Linked DNA regions of Mus musculus: region 2 is linked to region 1. Evidence: chromatin contacts called from public HiCAR-type data. All regions are on one chromosome and are shown on one strand. Each heading gives the region's core, a stretch centred on a gene start, on an enhancer-like site or on the middle of the called end of the contact. The rest is flanking DNA. Distances are from core to core; before and after follow the strand shown. Region 1 overlaps D030068K23Rik (RIKEN cDNA D030068K23 gene). Region 2 overlaps Zfhx3 (zinc finger homeobox 3).

What was found. HiCAR-type assays count read pairs that join an accessible place to other places.
Region 2: a HiCAR-type map of fibro-adipogenic progenitors shows a contact between it and region 1, with 2.7 times the contacts expected there. The contact joins two enhancer-like sites. A contact is called at or near these places in 1 of 484 Hi-C or Micro-C datasets (the MC38 cell line) and 2 of 115 datasets of contacts at active chromatin or transcription factors (the NIH/3T3 cell line and fibro-adipogenic progenitors).

The regions. Positions count from the first base shown.
Region 1 is chr8:109,152,083-109,158,052 of GRCm38.p6, forward strand. All of the region lies in intron 2 of D030068K23Rik (RIKEN cDNA D030068K23 gene), which reads left to right. The region is part of intron 1 of 4922502B01Rik (RIKEN cDNA 4922502B01 gene); the gene reads right to left. Among named protein-coding and RNA genes, the nearest start is that of D030068K23Rik, 80 kb to the left of the region's middle. Within about 2 kb of position 3,624, at least 70 of the 459 cell types and tissues checked have an H3K27ac peak or open chromatin away from gene starts, as enhancers often do. A contact at or near this core is called in fibro-adipogenic progenitors, where this site is marked.
Region 2 is chr8:108,738,952-108,745,573 of GRCm38.p6, forward strand. The region is part of intron 1 of Zfhx3 (zinc finger homeobox 3); the gene reads left to right. Among named protein-coding and RNA genes, the nearest start is that of Zfhx3, 28 kb to the left of the region's middle. Within about 2 kb of position 4,435, at least 51 of the 459 cell types and tissues checked have an H3K27ac peak or open chromatin away from gene starts, as enhancers often do. A contact at or near this core is called in fibro-adipogenic progenitors, where this site is marked.

The DNA.
Region 1 (5,970 bases), core at 2,374-4,873:
GAAAAGCTGACAATAAAATTAACCCTTTGTATTCTGTTCTTTAACTTTTTAAAAGATAAGGCTGAGCTTTGTGTAGTCCCTGTAGAAACACAATACTTTTAACTTATTTTCCTCACTTGCTAATGGATAGAGTATAGAGTATTTTATGGAACTTTGTTGTGTATGATAACTTTTGTTCCATAGGTCAGGGAACCAATGTGAGAGGTCTTCTAACTGCTAACATATCTAGTTTTATCTCTTTATTTAGAAGCAGGGAAACTATGCTTGGGCTCACTTGCCTTCTATTATGTGAAACACTTGCATGGTGACTAAGACATTTTATATGAAATGTTTTCATTTATTTATTTTGCTATGAAAATGATCCAGAGATAAATGTTTTTGAATTTTACGTTAAAAAAAAAAAAAACCTAGTTAGCCAGGTAGAGTGGCACGCACCTTTAACATCAGTACTCAGGAAGCAGAGGCAGGTGGATCTCTGTGAGTTCGAGGCCAGCCTGGTCTACAAAGTGAGTTCAGTATAGCCAGGGCTATTTCACAGAGAAACCCTGTCTCAAAAACATAAAAACAAAACTAGAAAAAAAAATCTACTTAAAAAAAATCACATGTGTACAAGAGTCCTCAGAGATCAGAATCTGGGTTGATCTGAAACTGGAGTTACAGGTGGTTGTGAGCTGCCTTGTGGGTGCTGGGAACCAAACCTGGATCCTCTGCTAGAGCTACAAGTGCTCTTAACTGCTAAGTCATCTCTTCATTGTCTCCTACATTGTTTTAAATTGGTAATTAGTTACTCCAATCCCATCATTCCTCCCTCCATGTTCTCGTTAGTTCATATAACAACCATCCTATTCCATAATATTTCTGTTTGTCTTTATTTGTCTCCTGAAACTACAGCACATGCCAATTAGAGTTGTTTTTTGTTTTTTTTTTTTAATATGTGTCCCATTCTAGTCCCCAATTGAATTCCATAACAGTTGTACTGCAGTAGCTTGCCTCCAACCAGAGACCACTAATTTGGAATCCTCACTGGCATCTGACAAGTGGTGTATTCTAAACTCTCCCCCCTTCCTGTCTACTGCTGACACAACTCTCAAGTTGTGCCCCTTCAGATCAGTTCAAAGTAGGGAGTCTTGTGCAATGTCTTATTGAGGGAATGCTCACAGAAGATAGGGAAGCAGAAAGGGGTTGGGGAAGAAGCTAAGCCAAGATGTCATTTCAAAGTCTGGAATCGGATTCATCCAGTGAGATGCTCTGAGAGTAAATGATACCCCAGAAATTCTTCTCTTTATATGGAATGACATGTCTTTTATAACTGCTTGCCACTAAAGTATCACTGGGTACCCACAAGTTGCTTGACATTTAAATCTCAGGTCTTAGAGGGCAGAGAGACTCTCACTGAGAAACTAAATTGGCACTTGCCAATTTCAGTGAAGTTTATAGCACTTTTATGTACTATTGAGCTAGGTTACAGTTATCCAGTTCCCTAATAATTCGTCATTTTGATTGTTTCTGGTTTTTTTTTTCCTACTACAAACCATGTGGCGATGACTCTCTTTCTCCAAATGTGTATTACTGACACATGTACCTTTAAAGCAATGGTAAGATAGCTGATAAAATACAAATGAGTCCTAGCTTTGTTAGCGTTTTATTGTATAATAGCCATATTCAATGGTGAAAACCAAGATAAGCTTTGACTTAAAAACAGAAATGTGTTAGATTGCTGCATGCATCTGGAAATGAGAAATAGAAAATAAATTGAAATAGTAACAGCAAAGGGACTATGCAAATACAGATTTGATAACCTAAAAATAGGGGGTATTTAATTTTTTGAGGAAATAAATGTAGACTTTTATATTTAGGTGCCCATATATTTAGCCTTTTAACAAATAAAATGAAATATGAGAATTGGCTGAAAAAACTAGGTTAAGGGTTCCTCTTATTGACTTAGTGCAATCAGATGTATTTTCCATAATTAGACCATTAATATGCTCTTAAAATATGTATCTACCTACAAATGAGAAAAAGGCAGCTCAAATTCCTAGCTCAAGTTCCAAGACACATGGTAAGGCTAAGGGTTTAAGAGAAGAAACGCTGGTATGTAGAGCTAACACTGGGGATTTAGGTGAGGAACTTCTGAGGACAAGAATTTCAAGATTATTAGAAACAGATGGCAAGATGTTCATGCAGGAAAATAGAAAACACATAGGGAAAAAATAATTAACTCATATGAAATGGAAACTAATAACCCAAAGCATCCAAGATATTCAATGTTTGAAGCATTGCTGCCTGGCTGTGGGATTACATGGATAAATTATAATTTCATAAAGCTCATACCAAGGGTTGCCCCTATGGGAAAGAAGAGGCTTTTCTTATAAAATACGTGTTATCTTTTCCTTTTATATTTAGCGTGTGTATGTTTTATGTATGTGTAAGGGTGCACGCAACAGGATACCTGTAGAAGTTCGAGAACAAGCTCTAGGAATCAACTCTAATTCTAGGGAACAAAGTCAGATCATCATGCCTGGTGGTAAGCACGTTGACCCATTAAGACCCCAAATTTATATGTGTGTGTGTGTGTGTGTGTGTGTGTGTGTGTGTGTGTATGTGTATGTGTATATGTATGTATGTGTGTGTATATATATATATATGGAGAGAGAGAGAGAGAGAGAGAGAGAGAGAGAGAGAGAGTGTGTGTGTGTCTCACTTTGTAGCCCCTGCTGCCCTGCTGATCTGGAACTCTCTACGTAGACCAGGCCCGCCTTGAGATCCACCTGCTTTTTTCTCCTGAGTTTAGGACTGAAGGTGTGTATTACTACGCCCAATTCAAGGCTAAAGTTTAAAAGTAGTTTTTAGAATAGCAGAGGATTTAAAAATAACTGACAAAATAAAAAGAAACAGCAGCTATAAATGAAAAAAACAATGAAACACTTATTTTCTAGGAACCGTTCATCTTGATTCAGCTTACTGATTCCAAATAGTTGAAATGAAAACATTTTTTCTTTTCTTTTCTTTTTTTTTAATGGCAGAATGGTATTACTGTAAATTGTGATACAAGATTAAAATAGCTCCCTGCACAGTAAAATTTGTCCTGAAGATTCTTTTGACAATTTTATGTCACCATGTGGTATGAGACCACTGATGAAAAATGTAGCAATTATGAGGGACAGAGGACTGTAAGTAAAACCTCATCTTGTTCAACAATAAAGATAATTTTACACTAATACTCAAGAAGGAAATAGCAGCTCTGAGCTTTATCTGTGTTAGTCTGCCATTCGCAAGTAAAACAACGTATTATATGGCGGAAGTGCTATAGTCTTAAGAAAACATGAGGACGACAAACATTAAGTAGGATCAGATTAAAAAACCAAATTGTAGAGAAACTTCATTAATGATTTATACGAGAGGGTACACATCATGTTAATTTAATTTACAGACGATGGTGAATCGGATGGTGTTGACAAAACCAGAGAGGGCACATAAAAGAGACCTAAAGTGGTTAGAAATATGGGCAGGAAATGAAATGTGATTCAACCTGGAAAAATGCAGCTAGAAAGTACATCTGGAGAGAATAAACAGAAACACAGTCATTCTGTTGGCAGCCTAGACGGTGCTTGGCAAGTCGTACTGCCAAGGGACTTGATTCGTGATGATAGTGTCAGCAAATTATGTATGGTCTCGCAACACGGTCCTCGGTGAGATCAGTCAGTGAGATTTTAGTATGTACATCTAAGAGCTCCGCATCACATCGCTGGAAGCTAAGTTCTTTTACTAGCACTGCCGAGATCACAATGAGAATACCAGTTTGTGGCCCCACACTTGATTCAGTTAAGCAAATTGCCTAATGTTCAAACTAGAAAATAAATGTAGGGCAAGCTTCAGACTTTAACTTACACCGAAAGATTAAAGGAAAACATGTTGTTCGTTCATTTTTTCTATTACGTCCAGTTACAGCACTTCACAAATATTCAAAAGACGTAAACATCATGGAAGTCAAGTCACTTTAAAGGTAGGTTAAGAGGCTTTATGGTTAAGTACTGGGATGAAATTAAGTAACGGAAATTTAAGACGGAATCCGGGAAATGTTTTCTGACAGTGAAATCTATTAGTCTCTGGAATGGAGTCCCCAGAGAGCTGGGGGGAAGTTCCATTCTCTAGTCATTGGACTGGATCAAGGCTTGGACAAAAATCATTATTAACAAAACAAAATGAAAAGACAGAAGAAGAACCAGTTTCAGCATTTTGTATCAGCAGAGATGTGCACACACAGTGACGCCATCAGATCCCATCTGATTATCTTCTCCTTAGACGTCTCTGATGGGCCGTGGTCTATCATTAAGGAACCACCTATTATTATTTTTTTAATGAATGCTTTTTAAAAGATCAAATTCATATTTTCCAGCTCATAGACTTCAATTTCCTGGATTATTATTTCTTTCTTCCAAGTCATAGGAAAGCTAGAAACGGAAACAGCCTTCCTTCCCCTGGTGATGAGATACGGCCTTAAATATTCCAGACCTTTGAATCAGATCTCACGAGGTCTCTGAGCTCTGAAGCCCCACTTATATTATTGCATTAGAAACATATTGTGATTGCAGTTTTGCAACCACAACTATGGAATAAATGAAAATTCCTTTACTTCCTTTTCCGGCTTGGTCCAAAGAGAGACCCTCACCAGATGGCGTGCTCGGAGTTGCTACTTACTTTTAGCAAAGCAATTGAACGAGGTTTAAACAACATAAAGCATGCAGTTCATCAAACATAAGACATTTTGCCAACTGGGCCTTTAAATCACCTCGGATAACTTTGTTTATAATTGCGTTTAGTACCCTAACTTTTAAGGATAAAAGAACAAAGAAGATGAATACTTTGATATAAAAATCCATTTTAATACAAGTGTGATTTGTTTAAATAAAAACAAATACATTAAAATATATGTTAGGTTTTAGGTGAGATGTAAATGTATTTATTTAATATGTATATGTATCATATGTACATATGTAAATATATACAAATACATACATTCAATCTTAAACTTCATAAGTTATATTTTGCATTATCGGTCATCTTTGTTATTTCTTTTGAGGCAAATAAGCAGGTGTTTTGTTCTAGTACTGAACATCCCAGCTGGTGAGAAATGTGAGCTAAGAAAATATAGGCAGTATAGATAAATATCAATTTTTAAATACCATTTTTTTAGTTTTTGAGATTAAAATTATATCATCTTCCCCTTACCTTTTTTTCTTCCAAACCCTCCAAGGTACTCCATGCCTTGTTCTCTTTCAAATAGATAATCTCTTTTTATATATTGTTATGTAATACATGTGTAACAGCAAGTAAAGATATATATGTGTATGTGTGTGTATCTAATACATACACATCAATTTTGATAGAAGGATTTAGATAATTTCATAAAATTTGTTGATATAATAAAAATTATCTAGAAAGTGGTATTAAGAGTTAGAGTGGCCGGGCATGGTGGTGCATGCCTTTAATCCCAGCACTTGGGAGGCAGAGGCAGGCAGATTTCTGAGTTTGGGGTCAGCCTGGTCTACGGAGTGAGCTCCAGGACAGCCAGGGCTACATAGAGAAACCCTGTCTCAGAAAAACAAAAACAAGAGTTAGAGTGGACAGATTATTAATCAAGGTTTTCAAGAGATAGTCCATGTACATGCACATACACAAACACCCCCAAAAAACTATGGAGTGTGAATTTCTGCAAAGCAGGCGTCCCTGACTAAGTCTGAGAGCTGAACATTGCTGTAGAGAGCCATGAAGAGCAGGAGAATTTTCTCTGTCTGAGGAACATAGGCTTTTTGCTATGCTCAGGCCTTTGGTGGGTTGCGTATGGCCCTCTTACATGATCCATGTTATTCAGTCGACTGATTTAAATGCTGATCTCAACCAAAACACCTTTGATAGAACAGAGTAATGTTTGATCAAATATTTGGACATCCTGTGGTTCTGTGGGTACAC
Region 2 (6,622 bases), core at 3,185-5,684, 410 kb before region 1:
TATGTTTCTATACCGATGGTTGTGAGCCATCATGTGGTTCCTGGGAATTGAACTCAGAACCTCTGCTTGCTCCAGCCCCACTCGCTTTGGCCCAAACATTTACTTATGTGTAAGTATTATTATATGGCCTTTAGATACACCAGAAGAGGGCATCAGATCTCATTACGGATGGTTGTGAGCCACCATGTGGTTGCTGGGATTTGAACTCAGGACCTTTGGAAGAGCAGTCGGTGCTCTTAACCTCTGAGCCATCTTTCCAGCCCCTGACTCCTATTTCTATGATGGGTATAGCCAATACCCTGCAGGCTCCTGGGAAGAAGTTCAGGAATCAGCTACCCCCACTGCCTGTGTGGGGCAGCAGGGACTCACGTGCACCGGGCAGTGGCGCTGTCCCAGTTCCCGAGGGAGGTTGGTAATGACCACAGTCATTCTAGGCTGGTGGTGTGGATGGCTGGGGAGGCCTTGTGTCCAGGTTGGCTCCTGACAGGTCAAAGGATGTGACAGCCTTGACTTTGTGTAGGATCAGCTTGCAGGTCTCAGCTCACATAGACACAGCCTCGTGCACTTTCCAGAGTTGAATCTGGGCTGTCTCACATTTGTTTTGTCTAAAAGGTATGCTCTGGGGCCTGGGGTGTTGCCTTGGCACTGTGGCTTACAGCCTTCTGTGTTAGCAAAATTCGAGGAGGCGTGCTCATTATATTACTTTCCCGTCACCAGAGTGTCTGGGCCCAGCCTTTTTATCCCTCCTTATCCTGGTGCTTGCAGGCCCCACACAGGCCCAGGTGCCTTATATTGAAATCAGTATACCCTGAACCTACCATGTCTGCCTTCTCCCTATCTTTTCCTATCTCTAGACGGGCAGACATTGTGAAGACATGGCTCGCAGGCAGAATCTGGCCTGCACATATGTTTTGTTCTCCGTGTACCACATTTTAAAAATTAGTTTACTTACTGTTAAAATCTGTATTGAATCCTTCTTTCAAAAAGAAAAAAACAAAAACAAAAACCAAAAACAAAAACCAAAAACCAAAAACAAAACAGAAAACAAAACAAAAAAGTTGACTGGATCAGAACAGCGATTGCCTCTCTTGCCAGAGACACGTTTCTTGCTGTCATTGAACCTGTCATCCTCCTGCCTCAGTTTCCCTGAGTATTAGGAGTACAGGTATGTACCACTATACCTTGCTGGCACATTTACTTTTAAGGGTGGTTCCTTCTCTTACCCACCTGACCCCGAGACCTTTCCTATAAATTTCAGGAACTGCAGTGGGATCAAAACCAGAAATCCTGTTTATTTTACTACTCCTTCCTCAGCACACAGCTAGTTAAGTGAGATGCATGGTTCTGGTGGGGTTTAAACCTTGTGAAGGAGTGGGATCATGAGGTTGTTTGTATGGGTGGTGTTGAGGGAGAATCCTTCTGGGAAGGCGGCATTTGACAGACTGGTAGGTGGATGGGATGTAGGGAGATCTAGACAGAAGAGAGACTCTTCCTGAGGCCCGAGTCAGGTCCTGCCTGGTGAGGGGTGCAGAGAGGAGTAAGGGAGAGGAGAGCGGAGTGGTCTTTGAGGACTAAAGTCTCCTTCATCTCCACCATCTCCTCTGGTAACTATGCACGTGCTTTGAGCGGAGTGGGCGCTGGTGGGGATCAGAAATGACTGGCGTGTGTTGAAGCAGGTTCCTCTAGCAGATGCGCTGGATGTGGGGTGGAATTGTGGAGACTCCGCCAGGGAACAGATGGCTCCGCCAGGCTGGTCGTGGCACGTGGGTGAGATGTAGTGGTGGTGTCTGGGAAGGCTCTGACAACAAAGTATAGCTTAAAGCAACAGAAGTCTGTCCTAACGATGATTCTGGAAGTGAAGTGTCTGAGTTTTGCGAGGGTACCAGCAGGGCACACACTGTTTGTGCATCTCGAATGAGGGTCCTTCCTCATCCCTTCCTAGCTTCCAGTGGCTCTTGGAAGTACTTAACATTTATTACCCTGGAGCTCCGGCCTCTCTCTCCATCTTCTAAAAGCCTTTTTGCGTGTGTCTCTTTGCATCCTCTTCCTCCTCCCTCTTCTTCCTTTTCTTCTGACTTTGCGTTCTCTGTCTTGACTTTCTCTTCTCTCTTCTCCTTTTTATTCTTTGTTCTCTCGCTCCCTTCTCCTCCTCCTCCTCCTTTAAGACAGGACCTTTGTAGTACATGATTTTTTTTTAATAAAGGTTTTTTAATTTATGTGTATGAATGTCTGCCTGCATGCATGTGTGTATGCTCCTTGCGGACTTGGTGTCGCAGAGACTGGAAGAGGGCTTCAGTTTCTCTTGGAGTTGGCAGATGGTTATGAGCCTTCATGTAGGTGCTGGGAACCAAACCTGGCTCCCCTGAAAGAGCTATGAATGCTTTTAATCTCAGAGCCATTTCTCTAGCCCCTGCAGGCTGCTGGCTTTGAACTTGAGATTCTCCTGCCTCAGCCGCCTGGATAGCTGGGATTACAGGTATGTACCCCACTCGATTCGGGCCTCTTCCCTCATAAGGGTGGCAGAGGTCATTGATTTAAGACCCACCCTAGTCATGTATGAACATGCTTAGCGTATATGCTCAAAAACGAACTCCAAGCACATTCCGAGACGTGGGTGAACAAATCTGGGTGGCTTCTATTCCACCCGCTGAAGGTTCCCATCCTCTGGGTATCTTTTGAAAGGGGTTTAGGAGGAGAGAATGAAAGGTCAAGGCTGGCTTTTGCCGGTAGAAGGACTAGATCCCTGTGACCTGGCTGAGCTGGCCTAGGTTCTTGACCCTTCTGCCCCATACTGTTGAATGGAACCTTTCTCACCATACCAAGCCCCATCTCTGTCTTTCTATACTGAGCAACTGCCTGTTCCTCAGCACGGCTGCCTCGACCTCTGGAGTTCGCTACTTTAAATATTGAACTGTTAAGTTATGAGTAGCAGGGAAGGGTGCCAATGTGTCTGAGGAGAAAGGGGAGAGGAATCTAAGGAGCTTCCCTTTCAAAGCTCTTGAGCCTGGTCCCTTTCTGTTAATCCTTGCAGTTGTTCTGAGGGGTAGGCAGGGGTGGGAACCTGGCTCTACAAGAAACTCAAGGAGCCCAGTGTCTTAGGGGGATCACCCGGCATTCGGTTGGCCTCTGGCTTTAAATCCAGCCGGACAGAGGTGGCATGGAAATATAAAGGGAGTTAGGGATGGGATGGAGGCGGATTGTAGGGAGACAGTCTGTTCTGTTACATTCTCCTTTAGAGGTCAGTGGGTGTAGAAGGGCCAGTAGCCATACCTGTAGCTCCCTGGCTACCCTTGAGCCAGCTGATCCTTAAGTGAGAGTTATGAGGAAGACATGGAGCACTGAGGAGCTGTTAGAGAGGACTCCCCACTGGTGTCTGGCCTGATTAGTCCTACCTGATTGTAGTTTTGATCATTTAATTGCTGAGTTAAGGTTGACAAGCACCACCAATATCAATGCTGTGGGTCTGTCTGGCGGGACAGCCAGGTGACAGAGTGATTTGCGCCCTGGGCCCTGCATTTCCCATTTCTGGTTTCGTTTGTTTGTTTGTTGGTATTGTTTTCTTGGGAGTTGAGTGGAGGCCATTCTTGACGCTTGTCTATTATAATTCTCTGCTTTGTCTGGGGGATAGCATTCCTTCCCAATTCAAGGTGGCGTCCTTCTGTTTTGAAGTCCCTTGTAAGTACTCAGGGTCAGCTCTCTCTTCTCGGGGAGGAGGATGAAAGCCACATTAACCGATTTATGGTGTCCTTGGGCAATCCTGTTTGATGTGGTTTGAAATTTGGTTATGATGCCTTGGGAAGTGCTCGTTTGAGGTGGAACATTTCTGTACGTGCCTCCTTACGATGGATGAAACAAAAAAAAAAAAAAATTAAATCTCGTGTCCTGGTGACGGACTCTGCAGGGTACTTGGTGTTGGGACACTTAGTACCTGTATTTGTCCTGGCTGTGAACTTCCCACAACCTTCTTCCTCTTCCTCTAAGAATGTGAGTGATTTGTGTGAGAATTCACAGGGTGGAGTGGATCTTGTCTCTCAGCGATGGGGAGGAACGGTAGCTCCCATGGGATGGGTCCTTAGTCCCCATGAGAGGCTAAAGGCTCAGCATTAGGCACAGGTAGAGTTGGAGTATACAGGTTTTTTTTTTTTTTTAAGGTATGTATGCTCCACCAGGAATGTCATAGAGCTCCCTTGTTCTTCTAACCAATGGGCTAAACGGATAAACTATCCTCAGTGTGGGTACAGGAGGAGAGATGGATCTCGGAAAGCGTGGGTGGGGATGGGTAAGCCTGGGTGCTTTATAGAAGGGCTAGGGAGGGAAGGCAGAGACGTCTCTCTAGGAACTGTCCAGGTTTTGGATGGAGAAGTTGCTCTCTGTGTGCTGTGATGACTCACTGTTCATGCCCTTTGGAACAGGAAGGCCTGTGCGAGCAAGGAGGCTCGTTTGAGGGCGCAGAGGCAGTCGGTCCATGTGAGCCAGGCCCTCCAGATGTCTGGACAGTGTGGGCAGGCACAGTGTTGTTCCCAGGAGGTGGCGGGGAACGGAGAGTCCAAGTGATGACATCCTTGGTGATGTCATCAGGCACTGATGGGGGAAAGAGTGTGTTTGTTCCAAGGGGTGTGTGTGTGTGTGTGTGTGTGTGTGTGTGTGTGTAGAGTCACTGGACATAGCACTTGTATATGCTTGTACCTGGTGCCACTCTGAGGTCAGAAGACAAATCACAGTGTCAGATCTCTGGGGGCTATGAAGTACCCTATGGGTGCTGGGCACTGACTTTGTAAAAGCAGTAAGAACAGTAAGCCATGGAGCCATCTCTCTAGTTCTGTTTTCTCTCCCCCTCTATTCCTCTGCCTTCCTTGTACCTCTTTTCTCGAGACAGTGTTTTATTTATACCAGGCTGGCCTTGAACTTACTACTTAGCTAAGGATGGTCTTGAACTCCCCACTCCTCCTGCCTCTGCTCTGCCCCTGGGAGTGCAGGTGTGCACCAGCAGGCACATGTTACTCAGACCTGGGGAAGGGACCCAGGGGGCCTCCTGCTTGCTAGACAAGCACTCTAGCAGCTGGATTATATACATGTCAGACCTCCGTGGCACATGTTCTCAGAGCTAAGTCAAAATGTCAATGGAGCTGACCAGATTCTTTTAGCCTTTGCTTCTTGGCTTATCTTTCCTGATGTCCCCAAAGGCAGAGTATCTTTTTTTTTTTTTTTTTTTAATTAGACTGCATGAAGGGCTGTGCCTGGGCAGGTGCTATCTGCAGGTGCTGCCTGCAGGTGCTGCCTGCAGGTGCAAAGGCCTAGCAGAGTGTGTCCTCAGGACAGTGCTCAATAGCTCACTAGGAGCTGGAACTGTCAGGGTAGGTTGGGCTAGGGTTCCTAAAAAGACAGGTTAGGGGATAAGAGAAGGCATCATTTAGCTACCTAGCCAGCCAGGGCCTTGATGGGGGAGCCCAGGAAAATATAGGAAAGAACTGTGTTGGCAAGATCTCAATGGCTTGGCTGGGGCCACCACGAGGATAGAGGACAGGAGTGAACTTGGAATGTTTTCAGATAATCCTTTAAGCATTTCTTCTCCTTCAGCCAGGAGAGGATACTCTTCTGGGGCATCTTTCCGTACCCGCCTCTCTGGACCCAAACAAAGACAAGACGCTTCTCCCCACCCCCACCCTGTGTGCTTGTTGCCCAAGTGTACAGGAAACCCCAAATCTGGCTCGGGGTACCATGCTAATCACTGTCTTCTAGTGTCCCTGTGTCATATCAAAGCTGTATTTAAGGATGAGAAGTGACCAGCCAACATGGTGGATATGTACCTGAACTTGGATGGCAGATACCAGGTCCACTATTAACACAGGAGTAGGGGCATTCTGCCTGAGTGACGCTCTTCTCACCAGGGCGTGAGAGGACAGTCTTACTTAGTTCCAGCAGAGGTTAAAGATTGACTATCGATGGACGTTCATATGGGAGGAGTTGGTGCTGGTGTTTTGGGCTTTAAAGGAGGCCATGCGTTTGTCATATGGTACGATCTAAGGAAGATGAGGGTCGGGGGGCTGACTTTTAGGAGTGGGCACTTCAGAAGAAACAAAGGTGTGTGTATGTGAAAGGAAACTGGTCAAGTAGTGCAGTCTCTGCACCTCGACCAATCAGAAGCCGTGCTGGCCGAAACTCACCTTCCCTTTTCAGGATACATGGTCATGTTTTCACAAGCCAGGAGACTGAGCAAGAACCTTTTATGGAATCGTGGTTAGTTTTCAAAAACTCTATTGCCTTGCCTGAGGTGGTGCCTTGTACAAGCCACCAAACATGAATGTTTAAATCCTATTGAGTAATCTCACTTATCCCAAACCTGAAAACCATACTGTAATAGATCATGTATTTTTGTTAATGTATTATTATTATTATTATTATTATTGGTCAGTTGTTAACATGAAGACTGGGAAAGAGTCAACCAGGAGAATTGGGAGCATGGGTTTGGGGGTGTTTCACCTGGGTAGATGTCTGGCCTGTGATGGAAAGAACTGAGTACATTAGGACTAAGGCCCTAGTAGGATTCACTGTGCAATGTGAGAACAGTCAAAGCATGGGAACCATTAGGTAGTTGCTCTACAGCAATACATTTTCTGTCTGC